Regions from separate parts of the Pan troglodytes genome. Here region 2 is linked to region 1. A link is a contact called in public capture Hi-C data. All regions are on one chromosome and are shown on one strand. Each heading gives the region's core, a stretch centred on a gene start, on an enhancer-like site or on the middle of the called end of the contact. The rest is flanking DNA. Distances are from core to core; before and after follow the strand shown.

The links. Capture Hi-C pulls out chosen DNA fragments and counts their contacts.
Region 2: a contact with region 1 is called in a capture Hi-C map of stem cell-derived neural stem cells, with 3 times the contacts expected there. The contact joins the promoter of GAD1 here to the promoter of METTL5 in region 1. A contact is called at or near these places in 1 of 1 datasets of contacts at active chromatin or transcription factors (stem cell-derived excitatory neurons) and 1 of 1 other capture datasets (stem cell-derived neural stem cells).

What each region holds. Positions count from the first base shown.
Region 1 is chr13:71,863,391-71,870,172 of NHGRI_mPanTro3-v2.0_pri, forward strand. METTL5 (methyltransferase 5, N6-adenosine) reads right to left here and starts at 5,376. Exons shown (of 8, transcript XM_003309325.6): 1 at 5,298-5,376; 2 at 4,919-5,070; 3 at 2,374-2,488; 4 at 1,520-1,701; 5 at 1-71. The coding sequence starts at 5,027.
Region 2 is chr13:72,862,390-72,869,387 of NHGRI_mPanTro3-v2.0_pri, forward strand. It overlaps GAD1 (glutamate decarboxylase 1), which reads left to right and starts at 2,559. Exons shown (of 16, transcript NM_001034113.1): 1 at 2,559-2,640; 2 at 6,053-6,115. The coding sequence starts at 2,559.

The DNA.
Region 1 (6,782 bases), core at 4,126-6,625:
GGATTTGTGTAAGGAATATACTGCTGTTCTTGCCATTTCCAAAGCAGTCTTTAGAAAAGCCATATCTGTCCCTGTGAAGAGTAGGAAAAAAGCTCCTATTTACCTCTTCTCAAAACAGAAGATTAAGTTAGTAGGATTTAGAAACATTTTCTTCCAAACTTCAAAATAGCCACCTTGAAATCTTTTAGCAATAAGGGTACAAATAAACTATCAAAATATTATTTTAAGGCTGGTAGAATAAAACCAGAATTATACTGTCTTGGTTAAATAAGGATAAAGTAAAATTTTTAATATTATATTCCAACATTAATGACTTCAAAAAGGGGAGAAGGAAATGCATAGAGTACTATTCAGAATCATCTTGGTGGGGGCAGGGTACTTTTTAAACTATGCATGTCTTTTTTTTTTGAGTTTCGCTCTTGTTGCCCAGGCTGGAGTACAATAGCATGATCTCAGCTCACCGCAACCTCCGCCTCCCGGATTCAAGTGATTCTCCTGCCTCAGCCTCCCTAGTGGCTGGGATTACAGGCATGTGCCACCATGCCTGGCTCATTTTGTATTTTTAGTAGAGACGGGGTTTCTCCATGTTGGTCAGGCTGGTCTCAAACTCCCGACCTCAGGTAATCCACCCACCTCAGCCTCCAAAGTGCTGGGATTATAGGCGTGAGCCACCACGCCCGGCCAAACTATGCATGTCTTTTCCTACCCTCACTGACTTCCTAACCTCCTTGCCCACAGTACACACAAAATTAACAGCCACGGTGAGTCACTGTTACTGATGGGCACATGTAGAAACCCTTGGGTCTGTTAAGACATTAAAAAACAGATTCTGAAAGTATAAAATTCTTTCTATGTTTCGTATTCATTCATAAGGGTTAGGCAAATTATTCCTGAAAGCAAATGGGAGATATACAATAAATGACATGACTATCTTTGTTTACTTAATACAAATTTGTAAAAATGAAAGTTGAAAAACTCAGTTTCTTAGCCATGCATTAAACAAATTGAAATGTAAATTATAAGAACTATACAAATAAGAGATTGGTTTACTTAATGAAGAGTAATAACATCACTTAGCCTTGGTTTATTTAATGAAGAGTGATAAAATCACTTAGCCCAAACAGTGATAAAAATGGTTTTTATTTTTGTTTAATTTTTTCTAGACAGGGTCTTGCTGTTACCAAGGCTGGAGTGCAGTGGCACATTCATAGCTCATCGCAGCCCCGAATACCTGAGCTCAGGTGATCCTCCCACCTCAACCTTCTGAGTAGCTAGGACTATAGGCGCACCACCACACTTGGGAAATTAAAATTTGTGTGTGTGTGTGTGTGTGTGTGTGTAGAGGCAGGGTCTAACTATGTTGCCCGGGATGGCTACCAATTCCTGGCCCCAAATGATCCTCCTGTATCAGCCTCGCAAAGCACCGGCATTACACGCCTGAGCCACTGCGCCTGGCCTTAAAAATGGTTTTAAAATCTTTTCTATAAATATACCAATATACCCGATTCTTGTTACAAACCTTTATTATTTTTGGTCCCAAAGGGAGGATTCATAATTACTGTATCGAATGACTTGGACATTCTGTTAGATAATAAGCACACATCACATTGAACCATGTCAATATTTGTTAACTCAAACTCTTCTGCATTCCTATTAAATATTTCCAATGCGTCTTCATCTATGTCAAATCCAACACACAACCTATAAATACAAAACACATACAAAGAGTGGCGACTTATAGCTCCCAAGTAAAAACAAAACCAAAATTAGCTGTTTTTTTTTTAAACCATATATCTTTTTAACCCAATTAGCAAAGTAAGAGTGAGTGTTTTCTTCTTCTTTTTTTTTTTCTTTTTTCAGACAGGATCTTGCTGTGCCACCCAGGTGAGTGTAGTGGTGCCATCTTGCACTGCTCAAGCAATCCTCCCACCTCAGCCTCTCAAGTAGCTGGGACCACAGGCACACACCACCACATCCAGCTAATTTTTGTATTTTTTGTAGACATGGGATTTCACCATGTTGCCCAGGCTGGTCTCAAACTCCTGGGCTCAAGTAATCTGTCCACCTTGGCCTCCCAAAGTGTTGGGATTACAGGCATGAGCCACTGTGCCCAGTCAAGTGTAACAGCGTAATTTCCAAACCCGGCAGGGGTTGGAAACTCAGGTTTGTATAAAAGGAACTGCTGCTTTCACCATTTTTATTTAATTTTTGTAGTTTGTTTAGATCTTCTGCCCATTCAAAATGTATTCAGTATCAGATTTTTGCTTCCTATATCTCATTCTGTGGAGTCTCATAAATATAATTCAGTTAATCCCATTGATGCTCCTTATTAAAGCCACCCAATACCCAAATAGCATATATTGCGTTACGTACCCTGCTCCTAACATTGCAGTTCCGATGCTAAGTACTCCACAACCACATCCTAGATCTGCAACGACTTTATTTTCAATGTCATCATAAGTGTTATGGATTGTATAGAGCATACATGCTAAAAAATAAAAAAAAAAAGAATAAGTAAGCAAGCCGGTGACTAAAATCTAATTTGTGCAAATGACTCTTTCTAAAATAATTTCTTGTGTTGCATTACTTAGTCCTCCCCAAATGCCATTCCAGATTATTTTTGTAAAAGATAAGGGGTAATGATTTGGTATGTAGTAAGAGGCACCATAAAGGAAGCTAATACCCACCAGTGTTTCTCAAAAACCAGTCTCTGCTAGCAATGCCAAGAATGACAAAACTGTGACCAGTCTCTGAGGTAAAATAAAAAAAAGTCAAAACGTTTAGTTTTTCCTCAGCTTGTTAAAAACATTGCCATATACTCATATCGGTTCTTTCTTTGATGCTGAAATATTTTTAAGAAAGAATGGTAAGAGTAAATAGTTTTTAAAAAAATCCTTTTTTGTCAACATAAATTTGGCAACTCTATCAATTTCCAAAATTGTTTTGAAATTTTACTTATCTGTGAAATCTATAAGACTAGGAACCACTATCAAACAAGCATTAGCATCACAAAGACATAGAATCTTTTTTTTTCTTTTTTTTTTAAACACAGGTTCTCACTATATTGCCCACGCTCGTCTCGAACTCCAGGGCTCAAGTGATCCTCCCACCCCGGCCTTCCAAAGTGTTCGGATTACAGACATGAGCCACTGTGCCTAGCCACAGAACTTTGTTTTAACAAGTTTGTCACCAGAACACAAGCACCATAAGCTCCACAATGTAGCCTTTAGACACATATACTCATGATCTACAGACATATATATTCATAATCTACAAATGAGACCTGATAATAGAACTACTGGGTGTTAGATACACTGAAGGTCAAACATGAATACCACCACCACCGATATTTCCCTGAAGATATCTGAACCCAGCAAGGACTGTTGGCCACTGATTCCTGCGGATCCAGAAGTTTTTTGTTGTTTTTTTTCAGAGATAGGGTCTATCTCTATCACCCAGGCTGGGGTGCAGTGGCGGATCAGAGCTCACTGCAGCCTGAAATTCCAGGGCTCAAGCAATTCTCCTGCCTTAGTATCAGCAGCTGGGACTATAGGCACATACTACCACACTAGGCTAATTTTTTTTTTTAAGAGCTGGGGTCTCACTGTATTGCCCAGGCTGATCTTGAACTCCTGGGCTCGTCATCCTCTTGCCTTGGCCTCCCAAAGTGCTGGGATTATAGGGGTGGGTCACTGTACTTGGCCAGATTGTTATTATTTTTTAAACTGGATTCCACTAAAAAAACCTACAGTCAGAAGACTAGTAAGTCATTATTTGAGAAAACTGGTCTTAACCTAGACACGGTAGTTTTGTGTGAATTTTTGGTTGGAATCATGACAGTATCTTGGAGTTAAGTGTAAATACACATGTATTCTCCTTGACTTTCATTGGCAACTTAGAAACAACTATTTTGGAACTGGAAAAAACTCCTTGCAGGTACTCTCAGAAAATTAATTTTCCTAAGGCGCCAGCCTCAGTGGCTCATGCCTGTAATCTCAGCACTTCTTGAGGCCCCAGTGGGAAGATCGCTTCAGCCCAGGAGTCTGAGACCATCTTGGGCAACATAGCAAGACGCTGTCTCTACAAAAAATAAAAAATATTAGCCAGGCATGACGGTGCATGCCTGTAGTCCCAGCTACTCGGGAGGCTTAGGTAGGAGGATCACTTGAGTCCTGGAGGTCAAGGCTGCAGTTGCCGTGATCACGCCACTGCACTCCAGCCTGGGTGACAGAGTGAGACCCTTATCTCAAAAAATAATAATAATAAATTTTTTTTCCCCTAAGGCTTCCCAATGACTTCGGTAACATAAATATATGTTGTCCTGTATTCTCTCTTGTACTCCCAGTATCAATGTCTGGCATGAAGCAACAATGCTAATGCTCAGAAAATCTGTTAAAATATGCATGCTCATCTTTACACAGCACATACTCTGATTTTGTTAAACTATCATTCCACTATCAACTCTGGTATTCATTTCTAGGGCAGAGTATATAGCACAAGAATCCTTGCGTAGGCAATTAGTAGCAATGGGAAACTGATCCTTATTTAGTAAATGTTTACTGAGCTCCTAAATAGTACCAGCGACTCTTCTGGGCACTGGGAATTCAAGTATGAACAAGACTAACAAATTCCTTGTCCTCAGAGAGATTGTAATGTGAGAAGAGAAAAAAACACATTAAAAAGATGTCTGGCAGTGTTAAGGGATATGCAGAAAACTAGACAGTAAAACGATAGTGTGTATGTCTGTGGAGGGTGTGCCTTGAGCTGCAGTGTCAAGGAAGGCCTCTCTAACGCGACAGGTGATCTTAGGGCAGAATTTCTCTAGACATTCTCTGTATCCAAATAACTGTTCTATTTTTATCACAGAGTAGACTGGACTAACGCCGAAAGCCGGGGCGTGGTGAACCAGCCGCCCTACCTGCAATGTGCGGCCTGGTAGGATACTGTTCTAGAAGTAGCTTGGGCTTTTCAAATCCATCCACTTGTTGCAGGCGACTCTCTAGTTCCTTAAGCCTTACTTTCTTCATTTTGTTTTAAAGTATGGACTCGTAGGGTTTGAAGGCACAGGATCTGCGGAGAAATCTATTGAACTGGGATCTTGTTTCCTCCCTACCCCCAACCTTCTCCCTTTTTCAGCACCGCTGGCCGGACCCGAAGACGCGCCCTAAGGAGACGCCCGGACGCAGGGCACGGGACGAGCCTCTGACCCACCTCCCGGGTAACCCAAGCCGCCCCAGGAGACGGCGGCGGCGCATTGCTGGAGCAGCCCCAGGATCCCTCGCGCTACGACCACGCACCTCTGGAAGCGACCCGCACCTCGGCCGGTGCCGGAAGCGCCAGGCCGCACGCGCGCACGCGTTCGCCGCCCAGCGGCCCGGCGCCGAGCTGCAGCGTTTATCTTGAGCCGGGGTTCCGCTGGCCACCTGGGGGCCTCATTGCCCCATCCCCTCCGCCTGCAAAGCCTGCGCTACTCGCTGACCCACAGCCAGTCCTCGCCGCCTGTCGCGTGCTCATTACCCTCTAGTTTGCCATGAGTACCTGCGGGCCCTCAAAGGATGGGGAAAGACAGAGTGAAAGGGATGCGGGAGAGAAAGTCACAGTCACTTTGTTGTATGGCCCAGAGTGACTCTTCTTGTTTCCCAAGTCTCGGCTCAAAAAGTAGCGATCTCCATTCACCTTTACCTCCTTCTCCATTCTCATGCCTTATTTTATTGTAACTTTGTTTCCCAATTTTTAGGTCATTTGTGTCGCTTGCAATTCTCACAGGAGTGGTGATGTCAAAGAAACCCAAAGAAGAGATAGTGGAGAGGCAGGGCGCGGCGGCTCACGCCTGTAATCCCAGCACTTTGGGAGGCCGAGGTGGGCGGATCACGAGGTCAGGAGATTGAGACCATCCTGGCTAACACGGTGAAACCCTGTCCCTAGTAAAATTACAAAAAAATTAGCCCGGCTTGGTGGCGGGCGCCTGTAGTCCCAGTTACTCGGGAGGCTGAGGCAGGAGAATGGCGTGAACCCGGAAGGCGGAGCTTGTAGTGAGCCAAGATCAAGCTACTGCACTCCAGCCTGGGAGACAGAGCGAGACTCCGTCTCAAAAAAAAAAAAAAAAAAAAAAAAAAAAAAAAAAAGACAGTGGAAATGAAAATAAAAGAATAGGTAGTGGTGTCAAATACTGGAAAGAGGTCGGGCTTCATAAAGTAGGAGCAGAAATCAAGTTGTAGCAGATTGTGGAACGAATGGAAATTTAGGAAGGAGAAAGAGTAAATGTGAACAATTAAACGTGGCCCCGGAAGCGGTGGCTCACCCCTGTAATCCCAACATTTTGGGAGGCCGAGATGGGCGGATTGCTTGAGACGGGAGTTTGAGACCAGCCTGGGCAACATAAGGAGACCCTGTCTCTACTAAAAATACAAAAATTAGCTGGGTCTGATGGCGCGAGCCTGTGGTCCCAGCTGCTCGGGTGGCTGGGGTGGGAAAATCGCTTGAGCCCGGGAGGCAAAGCTTCCAGTGATCTGAAATTGCGCCACTGCACTCCAGTCTGGTCGACAGTGAGACCCTGTCTCAAAAAAAAAAAAAAAAAAAAAAAAAAAAAAAAAAAAAGAAGAAAAGAAAGAGAAAGAGAAAGGTGGCCTACGAAAAGAATGGTTGGATGCTTAGTAATGGGGGAAGCTTTATTATTTTTTCAATTATTTTTAAGACAGGAGGAGACAAATTCTGACAAGAATTGAGCTAATAGAAAGAGAGGGGTTAAAAATGCAAGAGGATATTGGATGGAGTTGGGATCC
Region 2 (6,998 bases), core at 1,309-3,808, 1.0 Mb after region 1:
AGGGGGAGCGGGCCAGGGCAAGGGGGGCTGGTCCGCCCCTCCCGGGGCACCTCTGTGCTCGGGTTCCCCATGCGCGTGCAGCGGCGCTCGTGCGTGTCATCAATCTTCAGACGTGATTAATCAGGAGGCCTTCTTTTCCCATCACCAAGGGGGCCAAAGCGAGGAGCGAGCGCATAGCAAAAGGGACGCGGGGTCCTTTTCTCTGCCGGTGGCACTGGGTAGCTGTGGCCAGGTGTGGTACTTTGATGGGGCCCAGGGCTGGATGAGGAAACTGTAATTCCTCCATGGTCTAAGAGGTCTCCCCTCATTTCTGCCTCCTTTGCGGTTACAACAATCCCAGCTCCGTAGAGAGCCAACGAGGACACGACCCAAAGCGCGCTTTCGCTCAAGGAAGCGTCGCAGGGTCACAGATCTGGGGGAACCCCGGGGAAAAGGACTGAGGCAAAGCCGCCGCTCGTCTCCTACAATATATGGGAGGGGGAGGGGAAATGGGAGAGGGGAAAGGAGGGGAGGGAAGAAGAAACGCTCAGAAAGGCAGAATTCTTCGTAGGAATTATCTTTTCCCTCCTCTCACCCGACAGCCTGCCTATTTCCAAAGGGGGAGAAAAAAAGCGTGTTGAGTACGTTCTGGATTACTCATAAGACCTTTTTTTTTCCTTCCGGGCGCAAAACCGTGAGCTGGATTTATAATCGCCCTATAAAGCTCCAGAGGCGGTCAGGCACCTGCAGAGGAGCCCCGCCGCTCCGCCGACTAGCTGCCCCCGCGAGCAACGGCCTCGTGATTTCCCCGCCGATCCGGTCCCCGCCTCCCCACTCTGCCCCCGCCTACCCCGAAGCCGTGCAGCCGCCTCTCCGAATCTCTCTCTTCTCCTGGCGCTCGCGTGCGAGAGGGAACTAGCGAGAACGAGGAAGCAGCTGGAGGTGACGCCGGGCAGATTACGCCTGTCAGGGCCGAGTCGAGCGGATCGCTGGGCGCTGTGCAGAGGAAAGGCGGGAGTGCCCGGCTCGCTGTCGCCGAGCCGAGGTGGGTAAGCTAGCGACCACCTGGACTTCCCAGCGCCCAACCGTGGCTTTTCAGCCAGGTCCTCTCCTCCCGCGGCTTCTCAACCAACCCCATCCTAGCGCCGGCCACCCAACCTCCCGAAATGAGTGCTTCCTGCCCGCCCTAGTCCCTGCTCTCCACGGGTGCGCTGCGCAGGGACCCCCCCGCCCTCGTCACTCTTCTTATCCCTGCCCTCCGGATTCACGCCCCGGGGAAGCACGGAGGCTGAGGCTCTAGTTGAAGTGGGGCAAGAGCGATTTTCCCTTGAGCTTCCATGCTGCGAGCGCCTGTCCCTCCAAAGGGCGCCTGGGCAGCAGCCGCCGAAGGCGCTACTAGGAACGGTAACCTGTTACTTTCCCAGCGGCCGTAGTCGACCCGCTGCCCGAGTTGCTGTGCGAGTGCGCGCGCGGGGCTAGGAGTGAGGTCGGAGGGAGGGTGTGGAGGCGATGGCCGGTGGGCCCTTCTCTGTGGGGTCCTCGATCTACCCGGATTAGCCCGCAATCTCTCTGTCCCGGGGCCTTCGGGCGCCATCGCGCCAGCGCCGAGAGTCGAGCAGGGGCGCCGCGCAAGATCTTTGTCCGCCGCCTCCTGCGCGCTGCGCGCAAGTTCGTTTCCCCGGTGACGTTCCCCATGCTTACTTACCCCACCCTCTCTGGATCTGTACCGCGAGAAATCTGGGGTCCTCAGGGGGCTAGGTAGAGGAGAAACGCTGAAACCGGACCGAAACCTCGCCCTAGGTTTAGCGATGGCTAAAAACCGGCTGGGATAAGAGGGAGGCAAGCAAGGTTCCGACTCGCTGCTTTCTGGCTGTCTGGAGTGCAAGGTGACTGTGGTTCTTCTCTGGCCAAGTCCGAGGGAGAACGTAAACATATGGGCCTTTTTCCCCCTCTCACCTTGTCTCACCAAAGTCCCTAGTCCCCGGAGCAGTTAGCCTCTTTCTTTCCAGGGAATTAGCCAGACACAACAACGGGAACCAGACACCGAACCAGACATGCCCGCCCCGTGCGCCCTCCCCCGCTGGCCCACACGCCGGCTGCTGAGTGCCCAATGGGGCTTGTAGCGGCTCGGCTGGAAAATCGCTCACTGAGCGCTCCCCTGTGCTCCTAGCCCAGTCCCCCACACCCTTGCGTCTTGTACTGGCCTTGGACCCCCCACCCCGACCCCGACCCCGCCTCGTCTCGGCGCTTCACTCCAGGTCGCGCCGATGCACCGCCAGACTCGAGAGCGGCCCAGGGCTACGCTCCCTGCGCCCCAGTACCGGAGCTAGCGCGCACGTCTCCTCCGCTGCCCCCACCCCTGCGCACCCCTACCAGGCAGGCTCGCTGCCTTTCCTCCCTCTTGTCTCTCCAGAGCCGGATCTTCAAGGGGAGCCTCCGTGCCCCCGGCTGCTCAGTCCCTCCGGTGTGCAGGACCCCGGAAGTCCTCCCCGCACAGCTCTCGCTTCTCTTTGCAGCCTGTTTCTGCGCCGGACCAGTCGAGGACTCCGGACAGTAGAGGCCCCGGGACGACCGAGCTGATGGCGTCTTCGACCCCATCTTCGTCCGCAACCTCCTCGAACGCGGGAGCGGACCCCAATACCACTAACCTGCGCCCCACAAGTAGGTCCCGCCCCAATTTTCTATCAAATGAACTGCAGGGAAGATGGGGGCGCTGGGACGTCGGGAGGCTGAGCTGGCGGAAAGGGAAGGGGGAGCGCGGAGATAATGGAGGCTGGGAAATAAATGGGGCTCTGACCCCGTCCCTGCCAGAGGTCATTCGGCTGTCAGGAACGCTAGGTGACTCCCAGGGCACCGGAGAGCGAGGACCACGCAAGGTCCGAGCAGCGGCGATCGTTGAGGGCTTCGCGGCGGAGGAGGGGCGCGCAGCCAGGGTGTTGTTTTTATTCTGTTGTGTGTGGTTTCTTTGCTCCGTGGGACGATAGGGGTCAGCGCAGGGGGCGGAATGAAGAGCTAGGAGCCCCAGCAGGAATAAGACTTTTCAGTCCCCGGCTTTCGTTGAGCCAAGATCTGACCTCCTCCTTTCCCCCTGCGCTGTGTTCAAAGTCTATAATCAGCGGAAATTTCGACATTAATTGCAGCTTTTAGAAAACTCAAGGTCCCTAATTGCTCCAAATTTGCATCAAGCTATTGACGAGTTAGGGAGAAGTCAGGGGCGGGAAAGGTGCATAAAACTGAGACTGAGCCTTGACATTTCATACAATTAATTACATCTCAGAGACATAAATAAATAAATAAATAGGGGAGCGGGCGGCATCCTGAGCGGCAAGAGATGGGGAACTGGGAGGGGGCAAGAAGATTTATCATAGAGAGGAGAGAGCACCTCTCTCCTTATCCCAGGCAAGAGATCTGTCAGGAGGTGACATGTCCCGGAAAGAGAGAAGGAAAAGAGACACCAGATAAAAGAGGGGGGAGGATTTATGCTTCCCTGTCTTAAGTGCGACAGGCTCCTAAACCCATTTCCAGAATCTACCTTTAATTTTATTTCCTACCTCTGTAAAGGCTTGAGATGAGAAAATTGTTTTTCTTTTTCCTTGTTGGAGTGAAGAAGTGTCTCCTGACCCCACCCCCCTAAAAAAAACTTATCAGCTTCAGACTGTAAGGGTTCCCGCTCTCCCATTTATTTATTTTGTTTCTGAGATGTAATTAATTGTATGAATTTCCAGAATTTGTATACAGAAAGGGCTTAAGAAGGATAGTGTGGTTACAGGGAGTGCTTATTGATGCGCTTTTATGGCACTTTATATTTGAGAAAATAAGTATCCTCATCAATGAAGTGGGGATTATTACCGGAAAGCCCCTTTAGACGCTGGCATTGGCTCCCGGGCAGGAGGTCTCGTGTTAAGTCCTCAGGTCTCATTCCAATTTCCTTTGCAGCTCCCTCTTCCCGCCACCCAGGAGGGATACAATTACCCACACAACAAAGAGGGCCTCGGGAGAGTCGCCAGCCCTGGTAGCATATGAACCGGGCACCGGCGTTGGAGCTGGCCAGGGCAGGGCGGGAGGAACGCGAGGCCTGCGCGCCTTTGTGTGGTGCTTTCGCCTTGATGGATTTCTTTTCTGACACTTTCCACATTTCCCGCCCCCTTTTGCCGCCTGGGGGTGGGGGTGGGGGGTTAGCAGGCAGTTGTGTTAATTTACCCTCCACTCCCGGCGCCCTTACTTCCCGGTGGCCGCCAGTCGCCGGCGCAAATGCCAAGTCACCGGTAGGAGACCCAACAGAGGCGATGACCTGAATCCGCACGTGGCCTGGTTCGCCTGGAAGCTACCAAAGCGAAGGCAAGAGAGCCCGGGACCCTGCTGTAAAACAGCAAGCAGCACGTGTCCCAGGCACACTGTTGCGGGCCCTTAGCCTAGCTACGGCATCCGCACCCCCGGCTTCAAAGGCGCGCTGGGCGCTCTATCCACTCTCACCCTCCCTTGCAGACAATACCTTTGCCCGCCCAGCTAGCTCCACTTCTTTGCCCCCTTAGAGTCTCCTGGGAGGTGGCGTTAGTGCAGGCAACCTAAGGCACTCTCTTGTTCCAGAAACCCTTGGGTGGGGCTTGGAGCCCTCCTTGTCCCCAACCACTAGGTCTTCCCGACCCTTGCTACATCAAAGGGGCTCTCTCGCTTGCTCTCCCCATCTCCATTTCCCTTTCTTTCATTGCAACCCCCAATTTTGAAAGGCAGTGCAATGTGTCTGAACTCCAACTTCCCTGCTGATTGACCTTGGAAAACTCATGTAACCTCTCTGAGCCTCGATGTTATTTCTTTGTCAAATGACTCTTAGATCAACACTCCTGCCAGTTTCATAGGACTGTTACGAGAATTAGATGAGATGATGTTGAAAGTGAAAGCACTTTATCAGGTCCAAATAGCTCTTTATCCGCCAGGTATTATTAGGGTTTCGCTTTTGCACTGATTTCCTGTCTGTCACTGGAACTCCATCTGTGACATGTCTTACCGACGTCAGGCTGTTTCTTCTCCCCGCTGGGGCTCTGTTGTGCCTCAGGTTTAATGGATGTCACTCTCCTTATCGCCTCCAACACTTGTGCGAAGCTGGAGGCACCAGTCAGGGTAGGGTAAGCGAGTGCTTGGAGAGGTTTGCTTTGAGAGATTGGAAGGGGATTTCGTGCTGGGCTCACCACACCACTCCGCTTGGGGGCTTAGTGGGGATGGGGCTGCTTTCCACGCTTCTTGCTGGAAGTTGAACCCCAAAGGCAGCAGGTAGACCTTGAGGGGTTTGAGAACAGCCTGGAAAAGAAGGAAAATCCAGCAGCACCTCCACCCTCAGTTGTGACTCAGAGGAAAGGTGCTTGATTCCATTTACCTTTGCCTGCTCCAGACCCAAGATGTCAGAGGGAAGGGTTAATGAGGAGCAGGTTGGGAAGAGGGGCCAGGGATGAGGACCTGAGGCACACTATTGTCTTTCCCACTCCCCGGTCTGACTGAAGAGCAGTCATGCGAGCCCGATCATCTAGTCAAATACTATTTTTCACCCAATTAATTCTTGAACTCTTCCACGACCCCATTTCATGCCAGTTTATTTTAAGCTGCCACTAGGCTGGAGACCCGCCAAGAAATTATGAGACGTTTCGGTCCCAGATGCCTGTGTTCCCTTTCTGGGCTGCTGTGGTCGCCCTTTGAGTCTGCGGGGCCCGGCCAGTGGGTGTTGGGCAGCTCGATCGGAGCCTGGCCCTTTGCGTGTGGGTCAGCCTTCACCCAACTCCGACCCCACCTCCGGAGCTGCCGGGCGGGGGTCGCTTACGGGCCCGGAGGGGCGCCGGGTGCCCCGCCTCTCAGAGACACCGTTCTATATTTGAAGCCAGGAGCAGGAAGGGAGTATGATGGGGGCTTAGAGTATATGCCTGTCGGCTCACAGATTTGGCTCCTAGCTCCTTTCAGGAAGTAGCTTTTAATGAAGAGCTCTGGCAAAGTCCTCATCCTCCCCCAAGAAAACCATTGTCCTCCACCCATTTCCCCGCGGTCGGAACCTCCCTAACCGAACCTCTCTCCCTCTCTCTCGTCCTAGCGTACGATACCTGGTGCGGCGTGGCCCATGGATGTACCAGAAAACTGGGGCTCAAGATCTGCGGTAAGTGACAGGACCCACTGGGGCCCGGCTGGGTGGCGCGGCGGGCGGACCTTTGGGGCTTGGGAGACTGGGACGCAAACGGAGGGGTATCCGGGCTCATGGGTCTGATTTTCTAATGTAATTACAGCCAGGACAGCCAGCGACCACGCTCCCCTACAGGCCCTGACCCTCCTCTGCCCGCCCCAGACCTGGTCCCCAGGGGTCTTTTCCTCTGGAGTCCCCAATCCCCAACACCCCGTGGAGCGAACGCCGGGTGCCCTGCCTGGGCGCAGAAGCGGGAGGAAAGCGCCCCCGCGCGGCAACCCCGCTTTCCTAGCCCCGCGCTCAAGCAGCTCCCACCCGGTGCCGTGCACTCGGCCTGCGCGTCCCAAAGGTCGCGTAGAAAAGGTGAACTGATCTGGCTTGCTGGAGAGCAGACCAAAGGCGGTGTATCTGCCTAAAGCTGTAGCTGACACGTCTCCCCCATCCCCTACATCATCGCCTACCCCTCACTCGCACCTCCACCCGCGCAGTCGGGTCGCATTGAAAGTGGTCTCTCCACCTTGAGGGGTTTTGCCCTGAGATGTCATAACGGATTCAAGTTTCTTTCTTTGGGGCCTCGGAGGCTAAAGAAAAGGATTGCCTGGAGCCCTCCATGGCCTGCCTGAGGGAGGCACGAGGGTTTGCCTGGCGCATCCTTGAAGGCGAGGAGGGAAGGGAAAGGGGACGAGCAGGGACGAGGAGCCGCAGGCGGCGAAAGAACCGGGAAGGAAGAAAATAGATCAGGGAGCTGGAGAGGAGAAAGAACTGCTCTCTGGAGACAGGAGGGTCTGAAATGAAAACACCCAAAGGATGTAATTTTTTTAAAGGAAAAAGGGAGATTTGTTCGAAGGGACACAGCTGA